3 separate regions of the Mus musculus genome follow, and all the other regions are linked to region 1. The links are chromatin contacts, called in public HiChIP or PLAC-seq maps. All regions are on one chromosome and are shown on one strand. The core of a region is the stretch at or near the end of the contact, and the rest is flanking DNA. Distances in the headings are between cores, read along the strand shown. Region 1 has its middle 40 kb from the start of Gm15762. Region 2 overlaps Ppfibp1 (PTPRF interacting protein, binding protein 1 (liprin beta 1)). Region 3 has its middle 27 kb from the start of Klhl42.

Region 1 (3,766 bases), core at 558-3,057:
AAGACTCTGGTCTGTTTGGGGCATGCTATCTAGGGTAAGCATACAGTTGTTCATGTCTCCCCAGGGGTAATCATACAGCATCCTTTGTTTCCATCCCCTGAGATCTCTTGGTGTCTTTTTAACATCAATCTATAATCTTGACTTGTCCTGGAACTTTCTTAATAATACATTTGTTGCTGTTTCTTTGTTTGAGAGTAGGTCTGGCCTGGTAAATGGCTGGTCTGAACCTAACAACGTCACTCAGAACAGCCCTTAGCTCACCGTCTTCCTGTATCAGCCTCCCAAGTGCTGGTACTACAGATGTGTAATTTACCACTTGGCATTTGGAAAAATTGTCAATAACAACCAAGACTTCAGGGCTAGGGGGATGACTCAGTGGGTAGGAGTGCTTCCTGTGCAAGCATAAGGCTCTGAGTTAAAATCCACATAAAAATGTAGAAATGGCTGTATATGCCTCTGGGAGTGTGGACAAGCAAATTCTGGAGGCTTTCTGACATCCAAGCTGGCCAAAAGGATGAACTTCTACTCCATTGAGGCTTTGGTTCAAGTCAGGAGAGATGGTGGAAGAAGATGATTGGAATCCCCCCTTAGGCAAATAGGCATCACACACATCTGCACAATATATACACATACATATGTATATAAACACATATACACATGCAGCACATAAATATGACACAACACACACAACACACACATATACACACAACACATACATATAACACACAAGCAACACACACCTACAGCACACAAACCCATACCTATTAATACATATATAAATCACATATAATACGAATACCATATTCACATGACACACAAATGTAACACATAACTACACATACATGCCACATATATACACAGAAACTTTATAATGTGAGGTTTTAAGTGATGACAGGTTTGATTTTCTTTGATTTCATAGAAAGTATCTTTAATGATGAAGTACAGTGCTTGTCCAGGAGCCTGTGTCATTGATCAAAGGCTCTGAGGTTGTCATTCCAAATCCACCTTTTGCTCAGCATCTAAACCCATCTGAACCTCCCATGCTATGCACTCCCCAGGGTCATGTTTGATGCCCTCCAGGGGACAATTGATGGCATGTTATCCATGTGTGTCAAGGCCTGCCTAGCCCTCTTTGGTAGGAAATCTCTCCACTCACAGCCCTCTTCTAAAGGTAAACAGATTGCTAAGCTTCAATGCCATTGTGGTCAGGAAAGTCTGAGGGCTATAGGAAAATGTGTCCCTGGCACACACACAGGGAAACGCTGCTCTGTATTTGAACCACGCAAGATATCATGAAACTCTACAACTGAAAGCAAGATACATCTGTGTAGAGCATACTTGTTCCCAGTTCACTGGGAAGCTCTTATGAGACAAACAGTACTATCTCTCCTCAATTGAAATTATTAAATGTTCTGCCTTGTGGGTTTTTATACTAGCTTAAACATTGTACTAGGAACATAGAATATATCTTTTATCTTTATTACAGACAGTAAGTACTCTGTTAAGTTTTATATCCAAAGAGTGTTTCACTCTTTCTGCCCAATTGTGGTCTTGTTTAATACCAACTTCCCAGGCTCAGCCAACTGAAACCGTGTGTCCTTTGCACTCAAGGACGGCCTTTGAGAGAGATGTACCCCAGCTCTCTTCTGCTGTTATGAAAACTGCCAAGGCAAACACAGCCCAGAAAAATACTAGAGCAATCACAGGAAGGGGCACATCATCTCCTCTCACTGCCCCATTCTCTTGCTGTGACCAAGTCCCCTCCAGTGGGAGGGATCTGGGCAGGGCAGGAAGGAGAGTTCTCAGAGCTGAGTCACCTAGTAACTTGATAAGAAAGTCAGTTGTGACAATTAGGAAAGTCAGCCTTGCAAAGTGGGGTCTTAAGTGACTCATTTGGTTTTTTTTTTCTTTTCATATATATGTGTGTGTGTGTGTGTGTGTGTGTGTGTGTGTGTCCTCCAGGACCTGGATCATAGGGGCTTTTCCTGATACTTCTGTGTGCAGCAGCCCCTTGCTACACTTTCTAATGGGCTGTCCCCTGGCATCTCAACCTCAGTCATCTCTGGATTCTTCTAGGTCCCTACATAGCACAGCAATGTAACACTGAAATCATTTCAGAGGTCAGAAACCCCAAACCAAGTCAGAGACCTTCTCCATCAAAGGCCATAACCACCCTACTCAGCCACACACTAAGGAGGGAAAGCCATTTACTTTTATGGACTATAAGCTTTAATAAATAATAATTGTCATCATCAGTTATGACCATTCATCCAAAGTGGCTTGAACATTAATAAAAATATCCTTGTTTCTCACCGGCTCGCTTCTGGTGCCAGGAAGACCAGTGTGCTCACTCCCTTCCTTTCAATCATAAACGCAGCTTATCTCCTGGGAACAAGACCTTCTCCCAGGCTGTACCTGCACCTCCCATAACCGTAAACATGCAAGTAGATTCGGTGCAGTGGGTGGATATTCCTTCCAAGCTAGTGGAAAATTTGTACGGCCAGTTTTTAGAAACTGGGCAATGAGTACCTGTGAGATCCAGAAATACGTTTCACCACAGTTTTCAAGTGTATGTCTGACCTCCCTAAATAAGCTTTAAGTTCCTTGTGGGAAGATTCATGTCTTAAATGAATCCTACTCTCTGGAATGTCGGATGTAATATGCAAATTTCTCTTCCAGGTGTAATAAGCTATACTACATTGAGTGTCTTTGCATCTGTTAAAATGTGTTACATTCTGTTTGGGCCAGACAATGCAGGTGGGGAGGGTGCGGAGGTGGGGGTAGGAGACAAATGAGCTGCTTCCTCACTTCTCCTTAAGGGCCTGGAAGACGGAGAAACAGGTAGTTGGGGATGATTGATGCCTAGTTTGGGCTAGGTTACAGCAGTACATGGAAGAGGAGTTGAGCTGTAGGTCTGGTTTATGAAGACCTACATAAAAGCTATTATGAAGATAGCTTTTGCAAGATGCTCTGTCAAGCAAGAAGACACTGAGCTGCTATTTTGAGTAGGCAACCCAGTCCTGCATCATGTGTGAACAGATGATCTGGTCTCATGGAAGAGAGGGCAAATCCAGACAGGGTGAGTTGAATGGAGGGAACATGAAGGTGGACTTGCACACTGGGGATCAAAGGTTGAAGGGATCTCTGTTAAAGGGATCCCTGAGGTGTATGCTAACTCTGTCTACATCACAATACCTCTGGGTGTGTGGCTCCAAGAAGAACACATCATGCTGTAAGTCCAAAGTGAAGGTGCTGTGGTCTCTCTCTGACCTGTGGGTGACCACCAGCATTATCCTCCCTGGACACAAGAGATGGACAGAAAGGAGACCAGTCTACTGTTTGTGTATGTGTCTGATGCATACCAGCACAGCAAGTACTTTATTCAGTGAGCCATATCCCTACCCCCACCCTGTTCCTCTTATAAAAACACTAGTGCTACTGGACTAGGTCCCACCACTCATGACCTCATTCAACCATAATTCCCTCACTGAAGACCTGTCTCCAAATGTGATCACACTGGACGAGCCTTCAGGGAGGACACAGTTCCTACAAGCTTATTTCTAAAACTGGATATTCATAGTGACAGCCTTCTAGATGTTTCTCAGTGAGGCCAACTTCCTCCACACCACACGGTTGGAGTGTGGTAGAAGTGACCCAGGCAGCCTTGGCAGTGGGAGGCTATTAGAGCTTTCTCTCTTAACATTAGCAAACCTCCTCCAAGTAGGGCATTTTTCACCATTTCCTCTACTAAATAACTAACTACATG
Region 2 (3,766 bases), core at 836-3,335, 820 kb after region 1:
TAGGTGGTTTCAGGATTGTTCCAGCTGGCGGAGGGGGAAGTATGGGCGTCGGGGATTGCCCTCAGCCCTCATGGAGGTTCCTGGCCTTTTGGTTCAGCTTGACCCTCAGACTGTGACAGCCCTTTCCAAGGTGTATCCTGAAGGTTTTCACATCAATGTGCCTTTCACTGGAAATTTTACTGTCTCAAAGATTCCCCACCCATCCCCACCCCTGCCCCCAGCTTGGTGCTGAAAAAGGCTACCTGACATCCCCAAGTCAAGAAGGCTGAGAGACCTCGGGGACAAACAATACGTTTTTCAGCCAAGCTTTATGCATGCATGGGTCAGAATGCACTTGGCCATGAGCTAGATGTTAATGATTCAACTATTAAATCATGCCTAAAAAGAAACACATAAAACAAGGTTAGGTACTAATTTGGTTGACAAAAAATGCCGTGACCAGAGGCTGGCAGGAAATTAATTCTGTATTTCCTCTAGGAAAAATACCCAGTTACTTCAGGTTCATGCCAACTTTACAGAGCATCACTCATGAGGTGACAAGAGACAGGAGTCCGGAGAGCAGAGTCCCACCACAGACACTTTTTTCCCTTTTCAGTGCTATCTCAGGAAACAACACCCAGCCCCCAGAGCCTGCACTACTCTTGGGCCCCAGTTTGCTATCTCAGCCTTTCTGGATCACTCAGCCTTACAAAGGAGAGCCACCAGACCCAGGGGGTTGCTGTGGGTTAGGGGTGCGTGCTGTCTTCTCCTGTGAGAAGGCCAATGACTGAAGGCCTGCCATTCTTATCATTTCCTGCTTGGAGCTTGGGTGTTAACCTTTCCCAGACACACAGGAGCCCCAGTGTGGGTGAAAGGGCTCTGAAAGGGCTGTTCAGTGTCGGACTCAGGCAAAACCAATACATAGCACAGCAAGGACCCAGTTTGACACGAAGGTGTCTATTCTGCTTTCCAGGAGACCTTTGCATGCATCCAGGCTCCTCAGAATCAGCAGAGTCACTAAGATAACTGGCCAAGGAACTACAGAGGACTCAGGTTCCGTTCCCAGCTCACAACCACCTGTAACTCCACTTCCAGGGTATCTAAAGCCCTCTTCTGACCTCTATGGGCGCCAGGCATACGTGTGGTGTGCATACATATATACACAAAGGCAAAGCATTCACATACAAGAAATAAACATAAATCTTTTAAAAAAAATTCTAAAAAGATAATTGGTCAAGCAGGCAACATGGCATACACCTGCAATCCAGCAATGAAGGAAGCTGAGGCTGGAAATGTGTTAATTTGAGGACTTATCCCAGCCTCAAAACCCAAAAAACAAAAAACCTCAGATAAGCTTTTGGTGCCAGCCATTGACACATACTCTGCTTCTGAAGTGACCTTATAATACTAATATATGTAATATATTATATTATATATAATTTTAATATATATCTTTTTCTTTGCAGAGCTGGGAACCAAACAGGGCCTTGTGTACACTAGGTAAAACCTGGACTGCACACACAGCCCAGTAACAGGGTTTTGTTGTTGTTTTGAGACAGAGTCTTACTCTGTAAGCCAGTCTGGCCACATGCTCACTATCCCCCTGCCTCGGCCTCCCACGTGTTAGAATTACAGGCATGCACTACCATGCCTGGCTCCTCTACAACTGGTTTTTCTTGTTGAAAAAGCCCAGATGCATTCCAGTTGCCCATGGCTCCCTTTGCCTAGTTTATCATATAAACGTCTTTCTGTCTCATGATATGAGGACCTACCTTAGGTACACTTCCATGCATAAGTCACTAATAACTGTGTTTCTGCACAGTCCTGGAGCTGAGTCTTTGTTGAATCCCTTGACACCTTCTGCCTTTGGCAGCCAGTTCTAACACAATGAATTTTCCTAGAACAATTCAAGGTCTCACTTGTCTAAGCAAATATACATTGTACGGTTTTCAAAAATTATGAAGAATAAGGCAACTCAGATTCCACTAAGCTAAACAAAACCTTTAAGAATGCCTCAGAAGCCACATGACTCCTGGACAGAGCTAACCTCCTCCAAGAGTAAACAATTTCAATGCCCAGGCACAGGAATCTGGCTTCCTTGCGTCATTCAGGAATCCCATGCTCAAAATGAGGGACATTAGTGGAGGCTTCTGCCCTATGTCCTAGCTCTGCTCTAAGTCGAATGCTCATTTGTTGAACAAAACTGCCATCCATGCACACAATGACTGAAAAGCTTCCAAGCAAGCTGAGAGGCCACGGCAGGGGTAGGTACCAAAAAACAAGGGTCAGAAAAGTTAGGTCCCAAGTAAATATAGTACAAAATGCCCAGAATAGCCCAGAAAGACAGCTGCTGACCTTTTCCTCTAAAATCTGCATATCACAGTGCCAAATGCCCGATAACACTCTAAGGCCAAGCCAGAATTACTACTACAGAGAGAAGATATAAAGTAAAATCCACACAGACAAGCATATCTGACAGTGCCATGACAATTTGAATTTGGGTACAAATGTAAACAGGGAGGACATTATTGTACTATAGTTAGCAATGGATTATATACCACAAACTCAAAGCTTCCATAATTTCTACAAATACCTCCTGAAAGTAAAATGTGCACACAGCAGGCAGAGTCTCTGTCCTTGGATCATGATGCACAGATGTATGAACTGGGCTAAATGGGGGGGATTTACAAACCCACTTAAATCTATTCTCTATTTTTGTACTTCTGAAGCAATGGAAGGCCTTGGCTTACTGGAACCCTGATGTGGGGACCAATCACCTCCAAAGGAAGAAAGGGAGGGAAAAAGGAAGGAAAGAAGAAGGGAGGGAGGGGAGGAGGGAGGGGGGAAGAAAGGAAGGAAGGCAAGGGAGGGAGAGAAAAAGAAATTCACATTTGATACCTGTCACACAGAAAGCAATGGATTATTCCCAACACAAAAATCTATAATCCTAAATATTCTAAAATCCAATCCTTAGCACCACTCTCAAGAAATTCTAAGGGCTGGAGAGATGGTTCTAAGTTCAATTCCAAACAACCACATGGTGGCTCACAACCATCTGTAATGGGATCTGATGCCCTCCTGTGTCTGGAGACAGCTACAGTGCACTCATGTAAATGAAATAAATAAATCTTTAAAAAAAAAAAAACTTTAGAAACACTTCATGTTAAAGACATGAGATCTTTACTTTTGTTTTTTATTGTTGTTTTGGTAAAATGTATTTCATATTAATTATGCTCACTCCACAAAAAAAAAAGTCAGGAAATAGACATGTCAATTCTAAGGAACAGAGTGACAGTGAGTGCAAGGGGGTTATAAAGAAAAGGGCAGATAGGACATAGTCATGGGATATGCTTTCCTGAGGGGGCGGGGGGAGACAGGATTGACACTATGTCAGGGGCTATACTCTATCAGAGGCTGCAAATTGCAGGCTCACAGCAAAGTGCTATATGGACACACAGGCAGGCCTGTATGGGTGGAAGCCATCCCATGTTACAGCCATTCTTAAACCATTTAAGAGAAGGCAAAGACATAGCTAGACAGGGGGCTTCACCTCATTCTTACAAATGGCTCCGGCCACCCCCAAAAGTGGTATAACCAGGTACAACAGACTACCCCCAGCCAAGAAAGCAAGAATCGATATCATAGAGGAGGGACAAAGGCATTACCTGTGCTCTTAGGCACAGGATGCTACTACATCAATACTCAACTGGCAGTAACGCCTCCCAAGCCCAGTGGACAAATGTCACATCGGTTTGGATGCTTTCCTGTGCTGCTCCTGCCGTCAGGC
Region 3 (3,766 bases), core at 777-3,276, 640 kb after region 1:
TTTCAAGAATATATTATCTTTGTAGTCTATCAGCCAGACTAGGACAGTGCTGAGCATGAAGGGGGTGGGTGGGGTACCTGATTGCATTAACTAAGACTTTCACCACAGTGTACCCTCGGTCCTTTGCACTTGTAGATTCCACATTCATCTATCACTACAAATAAAAAAGATCCTAAATAAAAATTATTCATCTCTACTGAACCTGTATATACTCTTCCTTATCCCACCCTACCCTTAGATGACAGTGTAACAACTGAGTATCTCTACCTTACCCTTAGATGACAGTGTAACAACTGAGTATCTCCACCCTACCCTTAGATGACAGTGTAACAACTGAGTATCTCCACCCTACCCTTAGATGACAGTGTAACAACTGAGTATCTCCACCCTACTCTTAGATGACAGTGTAACAACTGAGTATCTCCACCCTACCCTTAGATGACAGTGTAACAACTGAGTATCTCCACCCTACCCTTAGATGACAGTGTAACAACTGAGTATCTCCACCCTACCCTTAGATGACAGTGTAACAACTGAGTATCTCCACCCTACCCTTAGATGACAGTGTAACAACTGAGTATCTCCACCCTACCCTTAGATGACAGTGTAACAACTGAGTATCTCCACCCTACCCTTAGATGACAGTGTAACAACTGAGTATCTCTACCCTACCCTTAGATGACAGTGTAACAACTGAGTATCTCTACCCTACCCTTAGATGACAGTGTAACAACTGAGTATCTCCACCCTACCCTTAGATGACAGTGTAACAACTGAGTATCTCTACCCTACCCCTAGATGACAGTGTAACAACTGAGTATCTCCACCCTACCCCTGGATGACAGTGTAACAACTGAGTATCTCTACCCTACCCCTGGATGACAGTGTAACAACTGAGTATCTCCACCCTACCCCTGGATGACAATGTAACAACTGAGTATCTCTACCCTACCCCTAGATGACAGTGTAACAACTGAGTATCTCCACCCTACCCCTGGATGACAATGTAACAACTGAGTATCTCCACCCTACCCCTAGATGACAGTGTAACAACTGAGTATCTCCACCCTACCCTTAGATGGCAGTGTAACAACTGAGTATCTCCACACTACCCCTAGATGACAGTGTAATGACTGTGCATCTCCTTCCTTCTTTGGGGGTCACTAGCATCTAGAGATGGTTTAAATTATTCAGGAGGATGTGTGCAGGTTCTAAGACATTTTACTCACAAACCTGAGAGTCCGAGGACTGTGTGATGTGGCAGGGATCTCCTTGGATACCATGGGTTGACAGAAGAATCTAGTGTCCTGAGAAAGACAAGCATCACTGCTTCCTGTCATGCGTACAAACCAGATTTAAAATCAAACAAAATGTTGAGTGTAGGTGATTACAAAAGAACAAGGGAACGGGGGGGGGGGGGAGGCTAAGACCAAAGCCCATGTGCTTATGTGGAAATGTCACAGTAATACCTGTTGGTAAGCACAGTTAATAATTGTAAATTCAACATTCCTTCTTCAGAAAATAAAAGAGTACCTCTAATTTGTAACTTTGATGCTTGTTCGAATCATAAGTCAAATTTACATAATGGGAATTCACCACCAGCACAGAAACAGCAATGACTTACAGCTATGACTGTGGCTGCCATTATTACCAAAATGTCTAATGTTTAGGGAAAGTGTTAAGGCCCCACTGAAGTTTCTCTTCATGGCTGGCGAGCATCCCTGATGTTCCAGTGGCAAGGGCAGATGATGTTGGAGAGCACTTTCAGAGCAACCCAAAAGTTCAGTTCCCTCCAAGCTGAACAGCAGTTTCCAGGTCTCTGTAGCAATTCACAACTTTCCCCAGAACATGTGTGTTACCTTGGCCACACCACAGGTCCATACACAAACACCACACATCTCGGGAAGACTATCAGTAAATAGCACAACCTGACTCAAAGCAAAGCTTGAGCAGTCCCAGCTGGGGCAGCCTTGTCTGGACCAGTGTAGATGACTAAGGAGCCCCAGGAAGGTGAATCACACAGAGTTGATCTGTCCTGTGACTCAAGGCTGAGCTCATGCACCCAGGTGGTGTTGTGGACGCATGCTCCAGAGGTATCAAGTGCCTCCAAACAGAGGAACCAAGGAAACAACGCCACCTCACCTCCGCTCCAAAACCGCGCTCTCACCCACAGTAGTTAGTTCATTTCACTGCACTCCGGATACTATCCAGTTTTAAGAGTAGAGAAACTGAGGCTGGGAGAGCTTGCCAATGTCCACAGTCAAGTTTGTTCATGACCAGAGAACAATATCTAGACCATCACAGTACCGCTTGACCAGAGCTGGAAATGGGGATTTACATCATCTGAAGCATTTGGTTGGGCTCTTCTCACATGATTCTTATGGTTTCTGTTCATCTGTGTAAGATTTCTGGTGGTAACAGAGCTATTCAGTGCTTTGTTTCCTCAGTTCTATCATGGGCAAGTTTTATGCCAGCTCAACTAAATGAAAAGGCTGTTAGGGCATCAATGAATTTGTTTGTAAGAGGGTTTCCAGAGAGGATTAACTGAGAAACAGAAAAAAATTAGCTAAAATTAAAATTAATCCTGTTAATGTAGGTGAACATCCCACAGGCTGGGGTGGGGTTCTGGTCAAAAACAAAAACAAAACAAATGAGAGAGAGAGAGAGAGAGAGAGAGAGAGAGAGAGAGAGAGAGAGAGAGAGAGAGAGATTCCAGATCCTGAGACATGCAAAGTCAGCCTCACGTTCCTGCTAGCTGTTGTGATGAAGCCACATCATATCCTTAAATTGCTTCTTCAGAATATTTACCAGACAGACAGACAGAGAGAGAAAGAGAAAGAGAGAAAGAAAGAGAAAGAAAGAAAAAGAAAGAGAAAGAAAAGGGGTATGACAGGAAAGGCGGGAGAGGAGGGGGAGAAGGAGGAGGAAGAACAGAAGGATTCATATACATCTATCTATTCTCAAACTGGAAAACATACTGAACCTAGTTTTATAGAGAGAACCCTATTTTTCTGGCACACATGACTCTAAAGGAATGAGCTATGTTCATTCCAGCCACAAAAGCAATCATAAGTAGTCGAGATTCTCTGGGTCTCTCAAACCCCCTAGAGGAATGACGGAGCCACAGTCGACCACACATGGCCACTGTGGCTAGGAGGCTGGAATTTGCTGGCCAGCTCCCTCAACCATGGTTTAGAGTAGCGTCCCAAGACAGGCACAAGGTTTGCAGTTCAGATTTTTACCGCTAGGTGGCCGAGAATACTGGCGATACCGTTTAAAGGCTTTCTGGAGCGCTAGCAGGTTTTCTCCGGAGCTGATCCACTTCAAAGTTTATAAAATTACAGTTTTAGGTAGGAACTGTGAGCACCACAGAAGCAGGCTTTGATATTTAAGATGAGTGAGAGAATATTAAGCCAACGTAGTAAAACAAAAGTTTATAACACAAAATCCCACTTCATTGTGGCATTTTGTAAAAGCTAACTCCTATTTTTAAAAGAGGCTATAACTGGTCTGATGGGGCAAACAGACGTTTTCTGGTGACAGTGCTTCGATGTCTGTCTCACTCGGATCCAGTGTCTGCTGACTGCTGCCAAGTTATCTCCGTTTCTCTTTTTCTGACGTTTAAGAGGAAAACTAATTTTTTCTCTCTCCCAAATTTTTTCCTTGTATTCCTGAGGAAATGGTCGAGCCCCAGATGTGGCAGAGATCAGAATCACTGGCAGCCTCTCCTTCCACAGATCCTGAGACAGCCTTACCTTGAAGGCCC

The links. HiChIP or PLAC-seq counts read pairs in DNA pulled down with a chosen protein or histone mark.
Region 2: a FOXA1 HiChIP or PLAC-seq map of pancreatic cancer cells shows a contact between it and region 1. The contact joins two enhancer-like sites. A contact is called at or near these places in 2 of 39 promoter capture datasets (embryonic stem cells and hippocampal neurons), 1 of 484 Hi-C or Micro-C datasets (embryonic fibroblasts) and 1 of 115 datasets of contacts at active chromatin or transcription factors (pancreatic cancer cells).
Region 3: a FOXA1 HiChIP or PLAC-seq map of pancreatic cancer cells shows a contact between it and region 1. The contact joins two enhancer-like sites. A contact is called at or near these places in 1 of 484 Hi-C or Micro-C datasets (reprogramming fibroblasts), 1 of 115 datasets of contacts at active chromatin or transcription factors (pancreatic cancer cells) and 1 of 9 other capture datasets (embryonic stem cells).

What each region holds. Positions count from the first base shown.
Region 1 is chr6:147,758,317-147,762,082 of GRCm38.p6, reverse strand. No RefSeq gene overlaps it. Among named protein-coding and RNA genes, the nearest start is that of Gm15762, 40 kb to the right of the region's middle. Within about 2 kb of position 1,807, at least 44 of the 459 cell types and tissues checked have an H3K27ac peak or open chromatin away from gene starts, as enhancers often do. A contact at or near this core is called in embryonic fibroblasts and pancreatic cancer cells, where this site is marked.
Region 2 is chr6:146,943,455-146,947,220 of GRCm38.p6, reverse strand. The region is part of intron 2 of Ppfibp1 (PTPRF interacting protein, binding protein 1 (liprin beta 1)); the gene reads right to left. Among named protein-coding and RNA genes, the nearest start is that of 1700034J05Rik, 9.1 kb to the left of the region's middle. Within about 2 kb of position 2,085, at least 52 of the 459 cell types and tissues checked have an H3K27ac peak or open chromatin away from gene starts, as enhancers often do. A contact at or near this core is called in embryonic fibroblasts and pancreatic cancer cells, where this site is marked.
Region 3 is chr6:147,116,226-147,119,991 of GRCm38.p6, reverse strand. No RefSeq gene overlaps it. Among named protein-coding and RNA genes, the nearest start is that of Klhl42, 27 kb to the right of the region's middle. Within about 2 kb of position 2,026, at least 36 of the 459 cell types and tissues checked have an H3K27ac peak or open chromatin away from gene starts, as enhancers often do. A contact at or near this core is called in pancreatic cancer cells, where this site is marked.